2 separate regions of the Mus musculus genome follow, and region 2 is linked to region 1. The links are chromatin contacts, called in public promoter capture Hi-C maps. All regions are on one chromosome and are shown on one strand. Each heading gives the region's core, a stretch centred on a gene start, on an enhancer-like site or on the middle of the called end of the contact. The rest is flanking DNA. Distances are from core to core; before and after follow the strand shown.

Region 1 (7,964 bases), core at 1,376-3,875:
AAACAGAAGTACGGATTTTCTCTTTTATGTTACTTTTGTCTTAGCAATGAGAAAAGTAGCAAATATAGAGAGTTGGTACCAAGAAGTTGAGTTGATGCTGCGATGAATCTGCCTATGTGGTTCATAGGCTTTTGAGGCTGTTTTGTAAGAGGAATGTGGAAGAGTTTGGAACTGTGGATGAGAAAAGCTCTAGATTCATGTAAATGAAACCTAGGAGACCATTCTAGTAGGAGTTTGGAGGTGAGAATGCTAAAAGAAATATTGACTAATGTGAAAGCTAGTTCATGAGAGGTGAACATGGCTCTCCTGGGAACTGGGCTAGAGGCCATTTACATTATATCCTGGCAGAGATCTGGGTTTGGTCTACCAGTCATGAGAAAGAAAAATCACAAACACATTTATGTCTTTTTACATCACAGTTTATTGAATAATGGTACATTTACAAGGCATGATAGTTTCATCTGTCAAGAAGTTCTGATTTCATTGAAAGCCAGCCAAAGCAAACAAAAGTTCTTTTACTAGACTTAATTGTTAATATTAGCTCTCAGCTCACACACTGTGCAGTGAATACATCTATATGGGGATTACAGAATGCCCACAGAAGGCTAAAGAGACCACTACAGAGTTCAGGAAATTTCAAAAAAGTCTAACTGAGGCAGAATCAGGAATTGATAGGAACACAGAAAACTCTCCATTGAAATACGATACTACTGTTAGAGTCAAGTTGCTGGTTCACAAGTTTGAGCCTAGTGTCAGGGTATAGTTGAGCTGCAGAAGTGAATAGGAGACTATAGAGTTTGTGGGGTGAAGCAAGGATAAAACAATAGGCATATGGAAAGATAGTAGATCTAGTTGGATGGCAATTCAAGCAGGTAATGTCAATGGTAGAGACTGAGATGAAACCCTTATGCAATTGGAAGTTCTCTGCCAGTCTCTTGATGCATGCACTAGGTGACCAGGTGACAGGTCAGTGGGGCTGATGCCATTACTATCACATTTTTAGTGATCTCCTCTTTAGGAGGTCTATGTCAGAGTGTTGTAGGCACTATTTTATGTAGTGTGCTTTTTGTATTCTTGACCCTGGTTTTCTGGATATGTGAGTAATTCCACACTCTCCTATAGTCCCAGTTTACGTTGACACAAAGTGACACCCCTGTCACCTTTAGGAATAAGATATTTCTCAGCTTGTCTTTATATAGATGGTGCCAGAAAGGTGGTGTTGTTCATGTTCAGACTTTTTCTATCTTTGTTCATGTTCAATCCAGAGTCAAAAGCTGCTTGCTAAATGTGGTCTTTCTGTGTAAGGTGCATCCTGAAAAATTACTCTTTTACATAAAGTGGAGTCAAGGAGGCAGGGCACACCCTGAGCTCAACACTCCACCCCCTGATTATGAGAGGAAGAGTTCACTGGCTTTGCAAGAAGAAGAATTTTTGTCCTCTCATACACTACTTTTTTTTCCTTGCTCATATGCAATACAGAGGTTCATGATGCAAATCAAATCTAAACATAATTTCTAGAGGTAAGAACAATGGTTTCTTTGGGTGTGATCAAATTGTGTCTACCAAGTTACACTAGCCAGTTCTAGTCCATGTCAGAGGGTTCTGGTTAGACTATGAATCTGCATATAATGTGTATGTGTTTCAGGACTTTCTCCATTAGTTGGGATAATATTCATTTTGTGTGTATTCTTTCAATGTCATTCACCAATGCAGGTGAATATTCACTCTGTGTAGCATCTGCATGCTTGGTGGGAGCAAATGAATTTTTTGTATTTGCTAGTTGAATGTTGACTATTGATGTTCCCTCATAAAAGGAGAGGGTGGGAAGGGCCATGGGACCATTACCTGAGGTACCAGCAACTTCTCCTAACCATGTGCATGAAAATTTGCTGTAATTTCCTGAGATCTTGGGTATATGGAAGGGGTTAGAATACATAAGTGAAAAGACTGTGGGGAGGGGCTTCAATCTATACAGCTGTGGGGAAGCCATCATTCATTCTAGATGAAGACTTTCCAGTATGATTGCTTTGGAGTCACACATGTGCCTGTCAGTAACCCATCATTCATGTTCAATAAAGAAGCCCAATAAACTCATTGGATCTCCAGGGTGGGATATGGTGGAAGGGGACTTTGGTTTGTCCTTAGGAACTTATGAGGAGGAGGTAGATGTCCTACTCCAGGGAGGGAATTTTATCAACAGTAAGTTGCTGGGTAACAGTCTATGGTTGGGGTAATGTCTTTAAGTATATGGTAAACTGATGCTGATATAATATCCAGATGTGTATAAAGGCTCTCCTCCAACTCACTTTCAGGAATTATAATCATTGAATGCTTATGGGATTGATACGGCAGAATAAACTATCACCAGTTCCTCTTGAAGGCTAGATTTTGTGCAACGAACATCTCTTTAGATTCTAGAAGGCCTTGGTGGTCCTATTTATGCTTTTATTGCCTGTTGATCAAACTGTGGAATTCACAGTGTATGTAAGCTGTTATTGATTGCTGATTAAACTTACATGCCATTTGTGATATCTTGCCATACCCCTTCCCAGTAGTTGTGTTCTGTCACAGGGGGCTAGACATCTGTTCTGGGTTAGGTAATGGCCGAGAGTTTACAAGTTCATTTCTGCAACATTCACCTTATGGTTTCAATTATATTTTTAGTGTTCTTGGTGTTTTTGTCAATCATTCTGTTTCTATAACAGCACAAAGATTTGTTGGATCAGTGTGGATAATGAGGTTATAGCTGTGCTGCTAATTGGTTGATTGCTGGAAAGTATTTAGGCTAAATCTGAAATTGAACTAGTCCTCCATAATTTCCTGAATTTTTTTCTTTCTGTATGTTTAGTGAAGATGTGGAGAAAGTGGAACACTCCTAAATTTGCCATTACATATGTTGCAAAATTTGGAGGGTTGTTTTGGTGGTGGCTCAGGAAAATTACATCGAAGTATATAATGTGCTTTAAATACTGAACCAATAGACACTAATTTTGCTGTGACAAAATCATCCTTTTAAAATTTAATGTGGGTATGGATTGGTGCAGGTTTATATATTATGCCCCTCCATAGAAAACTGTTACAGCACTTCATATAATCTTATTAAGTCAATAGCATTATATGAAGTTATGAGTTTATAATGTTTTAGAGAAGGTAATGGGAGCCCTTTGGTCCACAGAGATTTCAGATTGGCTGTTCTCATGTGGTGTGTGGCATTCCAGCATCTCCAGTGTATTTGACAGTGTCCTGGTTATGCCCAGCTAACAGTGAAAGCTTGGAAGCTGAAGGTGACTAGGATGCTGACTCTGTGTTCTGTAAGGTTAGGCAATGTTGAATGGAGTTTTACATGAGCATAGTAGCTCATGTCCCATATACTGGTAAGATCCCATTAAAAATATTAATTTGAAAGTTTCAGGAAAAATACACAGAACTGGAAAATATGTTGAGCAAGGTCACCTAGACACAGAAAGACAAACACTGCATGCTATGTCTCATGTGTGGATCTAGCCTTTAACTTTTATATATGTGTGTTTATGAGACAGGGAATATGGATGGATGCCAGAAAATTAGAAAGGGGCCCATGAGAGGGTAAAAAGAGGCTTAAGGGAGAGGGAATTGGAAGGTAACTGTAGACATGTGATATACATGCTATGAAAGATTCTATATTTACAACACTCCTATTGGTGGAAGTGTTTAATCGTGGATGGAGGTGGAGAGATGGAAGAGAAGAGAGGTGAGGAAGAGGTTTATCTAAAAACCAAGTACATATGAAATGCCAGGAGAAGTACTGTTACTCTGAATGATGAAATAAAAAGTAAATAAAAATAATTAAAATTCAGGAGTTGACTTAGGCTGTTTTATTTTTTTCCAAAATTTTTATTAGGTATTTTCTTCATTTACATTTCAAATGTTATCCTGAAAGTCCCCCATACCCCCCACCCCCAACCCGCCCCGCTCTCCTACCCACCAACTTCCACTTCTTGGCCCTGGTGTTCTCCTGTACTAGGGCATATAAAGTTATTTTTTTGTGTTATATATCTGCCACCATAGTAGGCCTTTGTTTTTATCATAAAGCATAGTAGTATTTCTCTTAATTTTATGTATTTGGTGTCATCTTATGCATTGCATCAAATTCTCTCCTTTATTTCTGTGGTGATTTGGTTAACTATACATCCTTCATGCAAATTAGACTTGGTAGGGCACCATCTACATGATGTTTGACCTGGTGTTGAGCTACAGTGGTTCTATTTCATAGCATATGTGAATATTAGTTTATGTGAACATCACTGGAGGATTCTATATTTACAGCCTAGTTCCATTGATGACAATTTCTGTGTACTTGATGAGCTAGCTAGTTTGATGTCAACTTGACACAAGCTAGAGTGATCGGAGAGGGGAGAGCCTCAATTGACAAAATGCCTTCATAACATCAGGCTGTTTGCAAGCCTGTATGCATTTTATTAATTAGTGATTTATGAAGGATGGCACAAACCACTTTGGGTGTTGCTATTCCTAGACTGGTGGTCCTGGGTTTTATAAGAAAGCAGGCTGAACAAGCCATGGGCAGAAGCTGGGAAGCAGCATCCTACCATGGCCTTGGCATCAGCTTCTTCAGGGAAGAACCTCCAGGTTCCTGCTCTGATTGAATTCTTTAAAAAAATTTTTTTCTTTCTTTTTTTTTTTTAGTTTTTTGAGACAGGGTTTCTCTGTACAGCCCTGGAACTCACTGTGTAGACAAGGCTGGCCTCGAACTCAGAAATCCACCTGCCTCTGCTCCCAAGTGCTGGGATCAAAGGCGTGCACCACCACGCCCGGCTTTAAAAATTTTTTTTATTAGCTATTTTCCTCATTTACATTTCCAATGGTATCCCAAAAGTCCCCCATGGCCTCCCCCCACTCCCCTACCCACTCACTCCCACTTGTTGGACCTGGCGATCCCCTATACTGAGGCATATAAAGTTTGCACGACCAATGGGACTCTCTTTCCACTGATGGCTGACTAGGCCATCTTCTGATACATATGCAGCTAGAGACACGAGCTCCTGAGGGTACTGGTTAGTTCATATTGTTGTTCTACCTATAGGGTTGCAGATCCCTTGAGCTCCTTGGGTACTTTCTCTAGCTCCTCCAATGGGGGCCCTGTAATCCATCCAATAGCTAACTGTGAGTATCCACTTCTGTGTTTGCTAGGCCCCTGCATAGTCTCACAAGAGACAGTTATATCAGGGTCCTTTCAGCAAAATCTAGCTAGTGTATGCAATGGTGTCAGCTTTTGGAAGCTGATTAAGGAATGGATCCCCAGATATGGCAGTCTCTAGATGGTCTGTCCTTTCGTCTCAGTTCAAACTTTGTCTCTGTAACTCCTTCCATGGGTGTTTTGTTCCTAATTCTAAGAAGGGGCAAAGTGTCCACACTTTGGTCTTCGTTCTTCTTGAGTTTCATGTGTTTTGCAAATTGTATCTTATATCTTGGGTATTCTAAGTTTCTGGGCTAATATCCACTTATCAGTGAGTACATATCATGTGAGTTCTCTTGTGATCGGGTTACCTGACTCAGGATGATGCCTTCCAGGTCCATCCATTTGCCTAGAAATTTCATAAATTCATTCTTTTTAATAGCTGAGTAGCACTCCATTGTGTAAATGTACCACATTTTCTGTATCCATTCCTCTGTTGAGGGGCATCTGGGTTCTTTCCAGCTTCTGGCTATTATAAATAAGGCTGCTATGAACATAGTGGAGCATGTGTCCTTCTTACCAGTTGGAACATTTTCTGGATATATGCCCAGGAGAGGTATCACTGGATCCTCAGGTAGTACTATGTCCAATTTTCTGAGGAACCGCCAGACTGATTTCCAGATTCACCAACAATGGAGGAGTGTTCTTCTTTCTCCACATCCTTGCCAGCATCTGCTATCACCTGAATTTTTGATCTTAGCCATTCTGACTAGTGTGAGGTGGAATCTCAGGGTTGTTTTGATTTGCAATTCCCTGATGATTAAGGATGCTGAACCTTTTTTCAGGTGCTTCTCAGCCATTCGGTATTCCTCAGGTGAGAATTCTTCGTTTAGCTCTGAGCCTCATTTTTTAATGGGGTTATTTGATTTTTCTGGAGTCCACCTTCTTGAGTTCTTTATATATGTTGGATATTAGTCCCCTATCTGATTTAGGAGAGGTAAAGATTCTTTCCCAATCTGTTGGTGGCCTTTTTGTCTTATTGACGGTGTCTTTTGCCTTGCAGAAACTTTGGAGTTTCATTAGGTCCCATTTGTCAATTCCCAATCTTACAGCACAAGCCATTGGGTTTCTATTCAGGAATTTTTCCCCTGTGCCCATCTCTTTGAGGCTTTTCCGCACTTTTTTCTCTATAAGTTACAGTGTCTCTGGTTTTATGTGGAGTTCCTTAATCCACCTACATTTGACCTTAGTACAAGGAGATAGGAATGGATCAATTCTCATTCTTCTACATGATAACAGCCAGTTGTGCCAGCACCATTTGTTGAAAATGCTGTCTTTTTTCCACTGGATGGTATTAGCTCCCTTGTCAAAGATCAAGTGACCATAGGTGTGTGTGTTCATCTCTGGGTCTTCAATCTGTTCCATTGGTCTACTTGTCTGTTGCTATACCAGTACCATGCAGTTTTTATCACAATTGCTCTGTAGTACATCTTTAGGTCGGGCATGGTGATTCCACCTGAGGTTCTTTTATCCTTGAGAAGAGTTTTTGCTATCCTAGGTTTTTTGTTATTCCAGATGAATCTGCCGATTGCCCTTTCTAATTCGTTGAAGAATTGAGTTGGAATTTTGATGGGGATTGCATTGAATCTGTACATTGCTTTTGGCAAGATAGCCATTTACTATATTGATCCTGCTGATCCATGAGCATGGGAGATCTTTCCATCTTCTGAGATCTTTAATTTCTTTCTCCAGAGACATGAAATTCTTGTCATACAGATCTTTCACTTCCTTAGTTAGAGTCACGCCTAGGTATTTTATATTTGTGGCTATTGAGAAGGGTGTTGTTTCGCTAATTTCTTTCTCAGCCTGTTTGTCCTTTGTGTAGAGAAAGGCCATTGACTTGTTTGAGTTAATTTTATATCCAGCTACTTCACTGAAGCTGTTTATCAGGCTTAGGAGTTCTCTGGTGGAATTTTTAGGGTCACGTATATATACTATCATATCCTCTGCAAAAAGTGATATTTTGACTTCTTCCTTTCCAATTTGTATCCCCTTGATCTCCTTTTGTTGTCTAATTGCTCTGGCTAGGACTTCAAGTACAATGTTGAATAGGTAGGGAGAAAGTGGACAGCCTTGTCTAGTCCCTGATTTTAGTGGGATTGCTTCAAGCTTCTCACCATTTACTTTGATGCTGGCTACTGTTTTGGTGTAGATTGCTTTTATTATGTTTAGGTATGGGCCTTGAATTCCTGATTTTTCCAAGACTTTTATCATGAATGGGTGTTGGATTTTGTCAAATGCTTTCTCAGCATCTAACGAGATGATCATGTGGTTTTTGTCTTTGAGTTTGTTTATATACTGGATTACGTTGATGGATTTCCGTATATTGAACCATCCCTGCATCCCTGGGATGAAACCTACTTGGTCAGGAGAGATGATTGTTTTGATGTGTTCTTGGATTCAGTTAGCAAGAACTTTATTGAGGATTTTTGCATCAATATTCATAAGGGATATTGGTCTGAAGTTCTCTATCTTTGTGGGGTCTTTTTGTGGTTTATATATCAGAGTAATTGTGGCTTCATAGAATGAGTTGGGTAGAGTACCTTCTGTTTCTATTTTGTGGAATAGTTTGTGAAGAACTGGGATTAGATCTTCTTTGAAGGTCTGATAGAACTCTTCACTAAACCCATCTGGTCCTGGGCTTTTTTTGATTGGGAGACTATTAATGACTGCTTCTATTTCTTTGGGGGATATCTGGCTGTTTAGATCATTAACCTGATCTTGATTCAAC
Region 2 (7,964 bases), core at 1,075-3,574, 330 kb before region 1:
CCAAGGCTGCTCTCAAACTGGCTATATAACTGAGGAGGGTCTTGACCTCCTACCTCCCCTGTCTCCATCTCTCAAGTGCTGGGTTTGCAAGTGTGTGCCATCACCTGGAGCTCAGACAATGTTTGCTGGGGAAACACTGGCATCAAGACAAAACATCTGCTTTAGAGTCAGGGTTAGGAAAGATAATGCAGGAATAGACAAACACACAGATCATTTCAAATATCGTTAAGCCCTGTGAAGAGATGGTCCTAATGGTTCACATGGCAATTCCAGCCCTTCAGAGGCGGAGTCAGAAGGGCCAGGAGTTCCAGACCAGTTTTAGCTCCATAGGGTGCTTCAGGCCAGCCTAGACAGCCAAACAAACATCAAGAATATGAATGAATGCAATATGAAGATCATTTGCATGCATGTGTGTGTGATTATATAGGATTAAAAGTAAAAAACAAGTTTGTAAAGAGAAAAGCACAACAGAATAATGGATGAGAGAATTTCATGGGGGATGGGGTAAATGTCCTATGAAGTGGGAAGTGCAGAGAAAGGAGCAGTTAGCTCCGCCCCGTGGCCATTCAGAGTGCAGCTAGTCACTTCCAATTGCTCACCCAGTACTCAAAGTCTCTGGTTTGTCCTAGGGATAACACAGTATAAAATATTCCTGGATTTCAAAAACCTTCAGTAAAACAGCACTAATATATCTTCCTAACCATCCTTCTGCCGGGTGCGATGGCACAAATCAGGCACAGATCAGGAGGCTGAGGCAGGAGGATGATCTTGAGTTTGAGGCCCACCCGAGCTATATGCAGAGACTCGATCTCAGAAATCAGCACAAACAAGGTTTGTTTGCTGTTGGTTATATGTTGTGATCAGAGTATTTTGGTTCATCAGAGTGACTAAATTACTAAGCAATTTTCCCTTTATCTCTCCCCCCACCTTATTGTCATTGGTCCTAGGGACTTAATCCAGCATCACACATGGACTCTACTACTGAGCTATACCTTCCAGGCTCATCTCTTTTTTTTGTTTGTTTGTTTGTTTGTTTGTTTGTTTGTTTTTTGTGTTTTCGAGACAGGGTTTCTCTGTATAGCCCTGGCTGTCCTGGAACTCACTTTGTAGACCAGGCTGGCCTTGAACTCAGAAATCCACCTGCCTCTGCCTCCCAAGTGCTGGGATTAAAGGCGTGTGCCACCACGCCCGACTGGCTCATCTCTTTTGATATAGCAAGTAACAAATGAGTCTATTTGGGGCTGGCATTATACTTCTGTAGGACCGCACTGATCTAGGAGAACAGCATGCTAAGCAGAGAGAATGACGGATGCAAAGGACTGGAGGCAGGAACTGAAGCATTTTGTGAGTCAAGTGAACCAGAGAAAGCCATAGAAAGGGAATAAGACCAGACAAATTTTAGTGTGGCACAGTACAGAGGGTTTTTATTTTTTACTTGTTTTATTTTTGAGACAGTCTCAAGTAGCCCAGATTGGCCCCCAATTCATTACGTATCTTGAGAATGACCTTAGACACCTCATCTTCCTTTCTCTCTCTACCTCCTGAGCCCTGGGCTCAGTGTGTATGCTTACAAGTGTGTGCCACCATGCCTGGCTTTATATAGTGGTTCCTGCCTTCAAGAAGTATTGTGTGTGTATTTTGGGGGTGGAAAAGCGAGAGGATGGGGTTTGAGACAGGATATGGATGAACCCACTATGTAGCCCAAGCTGCCTTCCAACTATTAACTTTCCTGAATGCTCAGAAGGAGGTATTTTTTTAATTAAAATTTGCATTTATTCATTTTGTGTGTATATGTGGGCAGGCACACCTGTAGGTCAGAGGACACTTTGGGTGAATCAGTTCGCTCCTTCCACCACATGGGTGCTGGGAATTGGTCATCTGGCTTGGTTGCAAGGTCCTGTTCCAGCTGAGCTATCTTGACAGCCCAGGAGATGAATTTTAATACAAGTGTAGTGGGGGGAGTGGTTTAAGCAGGGCTAAAGGCATGGTTTGAATTACAGACTTCAGTGGCAGTCAAGGGGTCATTATTGGTGGTGGGATAAAAAGGCAGATGGAAAGCAGGGCGGTTTTGGAGGCACGATAATGTTTGAACTAGGATGATTTATATTCCTACACTGTCCCGGCTCTCAGTTTACCCATTTGTAAAACGGGGCTGATTGAGCTGTTGCTCATTAAGCCCCCAGCATACTGGGAGGCACCCGCCGCCCTTACAGGAACGGCTGCGGACGCTAGGGGGCGCCCCATCGACGGCTCGGTGCTCTGCTGGCCAGGCCCAGGTACGTAGCCACTCGATTGGTCGAGTCTAGCGCTCTAGTCACCGCCATTGAGGAGTGGCGGAGAGGAAGCACCTCGCAGAACCGGGCTTGGGCGGCAGCGACAGCGACAGCGGTAGCTACAGCTACAGCGACAGGTAGGGGGGCGGCGGTCAAGGCGGAGGACCTCAAGGAAAGCGGCCACGCGATCGACCTGGCTGTGCTCCGACGGCCCGACTCGGGGTCCGCGGCAGCCGGCCTCTCCCGGAGCCCGGGCGCCCTCGCGGGGACCCCGGAGCCCGAGAGTCGCTGGCACTTCAGGCCCGGGCTCGGGGCACCGGTCTCTGCAGCCTGGAGACACCACTGGATTTTGGGTGTCACGTCTCCCGAGGCTTGATTCCAACGTGCGAGTGTCTCTTCAGCACACCCCTAGTGGGGCGGCGTCCCTTCCCTCAGTGCCTCCATCCCCTCTGGGGTCACCTCTGGGTGGGGACATTAGGTTTGTCCCCAGGGTCCCTCTCTTCCCAACTTTTCCTTCTTGTAGGGGACACTCTTCGCCTCTCTTACCCCTAGAGAGCCATCTTCTCTAGGCTTGGTGGCTCTGTCCCCTGTTGCTGCCAGGCTTGGGGTTCTGACAGCAGACCGGAGATATGGAAAGGCCAGGGAAGCTTCGCGTTCCTGCGGAGCCCCCGGCCTGACACACACTTGGAGTTGTCCCCTTGTGGCAGAGCTCCTGGAATCCCTCAGCACTCAGCCCTAGCTGCCTGGCACAGGGATTCTCCAGGTCCAAATGCCAGTGCTTCCTATTCCCCGGTCTGGCCTCTTCTCGGGTGGGGCCTGGCTCAAGGTCATGTCCGGCTGTCTGCCCAGGCTGTGGGTTGAACCCAGATCCCTCAGTGTCACCTGCCACACCAGATAGGGGAAGCCAGGTGGGGGTTATTACCGGGCAGCTGCCTAGAAGTCCTGATGAGCATATAAATACTCTGGGATTCTGGCCAGCCTGGCGGACCTCCCTGAAACCAGATTCCTTAAGGGAATCCTTGAAGTGGCCTCAAGCCTGCTCTAGATGCTTAGTAGAGCTAATGGATGCTTTCTGGCTTGGGCCTCACACGGAGCAGAAGAACATCTGTAGGGCGCTAACAGCTCATGTGTACTTTTAAATGTGTACTTTGTGTTCTTCTACATCGAGAATAAGTATGGAAGGGGCAGAGCATGGGTACAAAACGACAATAGTTTCCTGGAAAAGTAAATTTATTTTACACTTATTTTATGTGTATTGGGGGCTGGAGGAGGGCAGCTGTCAGAAGACCACCTGTGGGAGTCTGTAGTCTCTTTTTAACCATATGGGTTCTGGGGTTTAAACTCAGTCTTGGTAGCGATTTCCTTCACCTCTGAGACACCATGCTAGCCCGACAGTAGTTTCTCTTTACTGGGAAAACATCTGGAGTTGGCATTTTAGGGAGAGTTGGCTTTTAGGGCTGAAATTAATGGCAATAACAAAAATAAAGATTACTTTAGCCTTGGCTTGGTGCCCAGGACTGTTTGAGGCTCACATAATAAAACAAGGTAGTCAGCTTCACATTGTGTTTTTAATAGATTTACCTTGTTGAAATGACAATAGAGAAACGTTTATTTACACTGTGAAGCATTTTTGATTAAAAATTTTTAAAAATTGTTTTTGTGACCTTGAAAGCAAATGCCGAGGAGTCCCCCTCCCCAGATTCTTGGCTTTATATCTGGAGCATAACCTACCCCCCCCAATTCTTTTGAAAGAAATAAGACAATAAAGTGCATTTTCTGCAAAATTAATATTGTTATTGAGACAGGGTCTCAATTTGTAGCTCTGGCTGGCCTGGAACCCCTATGTAAATGAGATGATCGTCCTTCCATTCAGAGATTGCCTACCTCTTCTTCCCTTGTGCTGGAATTAAAGGTGTAGATCATCACCCTGAAGAGTTAATTGATTTTTTTTTAACTGTCCCTGATTATAATTATGTCTTGCATAGACAAGTAAATATCTGCCTTCCTTTGAGGCTGGGTCAACTTTTAGGGGAGCTTTTGTTTTGGGTCTGTCTTATGTTGTTAGCTTTTTCCTTGGGGTGAGTGTATCTCCTGGCAGTAAGATAAATCACTAGTCATGGGGCAAAGTCCTTGGAAATGATCCTGAAAATAGTCTGGTTCCAAGTGGGACACATGCCACAGGAAATCTGGAATGGCTGGTGTGGTGGCTGGTGACCAACTTGATGGCCTAGGAGCAAGATTTACAGCTTAGAGTCCTTACTGGAGTCCATTAGACCAGTGATCTGAGAACCCAGCTAAACTTTTGTTTTGAGACAGGGTATATAGCCCCTGGCTGTTCTGGAACTGCTGTGTAGACCAGGCTGCCCTTAAACTCACAGATCCACCTGCTTCTGCCTGCCAGTACTGAGATAAAGGCCTGCATCGCCATTCTTGCCTCTCACTTAAACTTTTTTTTTCTTAATCTTTCTCATGCTCACTTAGAAAATATGTTTATTTTTGTGTGTATATATGCATTCGGGTCTGGGGGCGGTGTGCCCATACCACAGCATGCAAGTGGAGGTTAGAGGACAGTTTTCTGAAGCCACTTCTCTCCTGCATGTGGGCCCTAGGGATGGAAATCAAGCTCTCAGGTTGGTAGCAGGTGCCTTTTTCCTCTGAGCTATTTGGATGCCCCTCAACCTAACTGTAAGAGTAAAAATATCTATGCAACTTTAGGCAAAACTTTTCTTAAAATTTATTTTATATTATGAGTGTTTTGCCTGTATGAATGCCTGTGGACCGCATGTGTGCCTGGTGTCTATGGAGTACAAAGAGGGCATCAAATTCTGTGAAACTGGAGCTACAGATGGTTGTGAACTACCAGGTGGTTGCTGGAAATTGATTGAACCTGGGTCTCTAGAAGAGCAGCCAGTGCTCTTAACCATTGAGCCATGACTTTAGCTCCCCAGTGGAACACTTTTAAAGATATTAGCTAAAGTATCCTTTACATACTAACAGCAGATGAAAGAAAGGAAAGCTGACTTTAATTGCCAATCAATATTCTGATAAGCTTTAGAGTGTTTATTAAGTGTGTGTTTAATAAAATAATCTATATTTTTATAATACTGCAAACACAACGTTATACTAATTGTAACAAGCAATCGTGATTTAGTACTGAATCTAAAGGCTGAACCGGTAACCAGAGCACTTGTGGTGTTTGCCTTTGCTGACCTAAAATAGTCATTAGGTCAGCATCAATGGGACTGGTGAAGATTAGTGATAAGGCTGGAGATGTACCTAAGTGAGCAGGGTGCTTGCCTAGTGTGCTTGAAGCCCTAGGTTCAGTTCCCAGCACCACATACACCATATGTGATGGTGCAGATTTGTAATCCCAGCACCTCCTAAGAAGGTGAACAGGAGAGTTAGAAGTTCAAGGATATGTCCTCAGCTATGTGGTAAGTTCAAGACCAGCCTTGGATATATTAGACTCTGGTCTAAAAGAAAAAAAAAAAAAGGTCAGTGATAAAGCATTGCCTTTCTCTTCCATTTAGGTGATTTTTATGAATGAGCCTAATGAATAAATTTGCTAATTTTAATTAGGACACCCTAATTAGAGTTGTAGAGTGTGAATTTCATTCACATAGCCTCTTGAATATTTTCTGCTTGGATTAGTCTTTGCTGATTGGGGTTGTCGTGAATATTGTAAGATGCTTATCAGCTTCTACAGACCCTCCTCACAAGATAGCCAAGCAGCATCCGAAGTAACAATTAACCAAAAACGTCTTCACAGAGCTGGAGAGATGGCAGTGGTTAAGAACACTAGTCTTGCAGAGGAATTGAGTTTGGTTCTCAGCACCCACATGGAGGCTCATAACCTTCTATAACTCAAGTTCCAGGCACCTTATGCCCTCCTCTGGCCCCCGCAGGCTCCTGCATGCGTACAGTGCACACACATATACATAGAAAAGAAAAAAAAAACTTCTTCAAATGTTGCCAGGTTGCCCCTGTGAAAAGCTCTGATGAGGCCAGTCTGGTCCCAAGTCTACCCCAAAGGAAGGATGTCAGAGAACAGCTGACTAGAAGGCTTAGCTTCAAATTGCAGGTGATTTTCAGAGTTTCCAAGTGACTGTCCCCGTAGCTGAAGATCAGTATGGGTGCCCATCTTCCCGAATCCAGCTCGAGGCAAGCAGAACTGTGAGTCAACACAGAAATACATCTAGGTACTTTTTGTTGTTGTTTTGAGGCAGGAACTTATTATTTATTCCTGGCTGGCCTGGAATTCTAGACTAGGCAGGTCTGGAACTCTGAGAAGCCCGACTGCCTCTACCTCCCAGGTGCCAGCATTATGGCGTGCCACACCACACCGAGCTGTGCTCTGTTAACTTTTTTTTTCCCCTTTTTCTTTTATAGATTCAGAGACCATGAGAGAGAGAAATAAAAGACTGATCCATGATTCTTAAGCACCTTTTTCTGAGGAAATAGTCATGTTGGAAGGTCTGGTGGCTTGGGTTCTCAATACCTATTTGGGGAAATATGTCAATAACCTGAACACTGACCAGCTGTCGGTTGCACTTCTCAAAGGTAAGCACACTCATTTCTCTTCAGTAAAATGTGGTGTTTCTGTCTTTAAAAATAAAAGTTTACACACCTTATGTATGTCTGTCTGTCTGTGTGGAAAGGTCATGCATGTGCCATGGTGCCCATGTGGAGGTCAGAGGACAACTTGTGCAAGTTGGTTCTTTTCCTCTACCATGTGGGTTGGGGAGGGTGGTGTCAGACTCAGGTTAGCAGCCTTCCTGCACCGTCCCTAATCCAGAGTCCCTCATGTGCCCGAATTTACCTGTGGGTTTGTGTGAGTTATGAAGTAGCAACAAAATAATTTTGCGATTGGGGTGGGGGTCACCACAACATGAGACTCTATTATAGGGTCATAACATTAGGATGGTTGCAAACCACTGGTTTAATGTATATAGAGAAAGAAGATAGAGCTAGGTGTGGTATACACCTTTAATCCCAGTACTTTAGAGACACAGGGGTGGATTTCTATGAGTTCCAGGTTAGCCTGGTCTACTTTGGTTTCCAGGTAAGCCTGTTCTTCATACCGAGTTCTAAGCCAGCCAGGGATACAAAGTAAGACCCTTCCTTAAGATCTGACTGCCAGCAAGCAAAGTCAAAGCTAGTGGAGAGGGAGGAAGTGCAGTGTCCCAGGAACAGGATTTGCCCAGGACCAGGCTGGGGGGAATAATAGCTTGTGGGTTTCCACACTCTGAGAGCAGGACCAGAACTGCCTTGTCTTGGACCCATTTTGTTCCAGGAGTTTCCCGTCCCCAGGCCTGTCAGGATTGACTGAGGTGGCCGTGGGAAGCTAGTGTGGTTTGGTTGTCCCCTACCCTCTCCTTCCTTTCTTTAGAGACAGAAATGGAGTCTTTCCTCTCCACTTTCCTCTCAGTTCTTGGAAGGAAGCTAGTGGGAAGCAAAAGTGGAGAGTTTGCAGTAGTGAGACTTGTTGGTGTGCCCGGGTACCTGGAGACTGCAGGTAGCAGGCTTGGGAGAGCACTGCAGGCTCAGCTTCCCTCATTAAGAGCAGAGTTAGGTGGTGGCGTATTGTTCACTGGCGAGATGGAGCTTTAAGGCATGTGATGGATCTGGAGGTACTAGTGACGGATTTCTGATCTCAGCACTTCTAGGCAGAATGTTCCCTTTTTTTTTTTT

The links. Promoter capture Hi-C pulls out the DNA fragments that hold promoters and counts their contacts.
Region 2: a promoter capture Hi-C map of second pharyngeal arch cranial neural crest shows a contact between it and region 1. The contact joins the promoter of Vps13d here to the enhancer-like site in region 1. A contact is called at or near these places in 5 of 39 promoter capture datasets (cranial neural crest, embryonic stem cells, liver and 2 more) and 3 of 115 datasets of contacts at active chromatin or transcription factors (bone marrow-derived macrophages, embryonic limb bud and stem cell-derived neural progenitor cells).

The regions. Positions count from the first base shown.
Region 1 is chr4:144,856,567-144,864,530 of GRCm38.p6, reverse strand. No RefSeq gene overlaps it. Among named protein-coding and RNA genes, the nearest start is that of Dhrs3, 33 kb to the left of the region's middle. Within about 2 kb of position 2,625, at least 3 of the 459 cell types and tissues checked have an H3K27ac peak or open chromatin away from gene starts, as enhancers often do. A contact at or near this core is called in second pharyngeal arch cranial neural crest, where this site is marked.
Region 2 is chr4:145,189,365-145,197,328 of GRCm38.p6, reverse strand. It overlaps Vps13d (vacuolar protein sorting 13D), which reads left to right and starts at 2,324. Exons shown (of 70, transcript NM_001276465.1): 1 at 2,324-2,410; 2 at 6,663-6,833. The coding sequence starts at 6,737.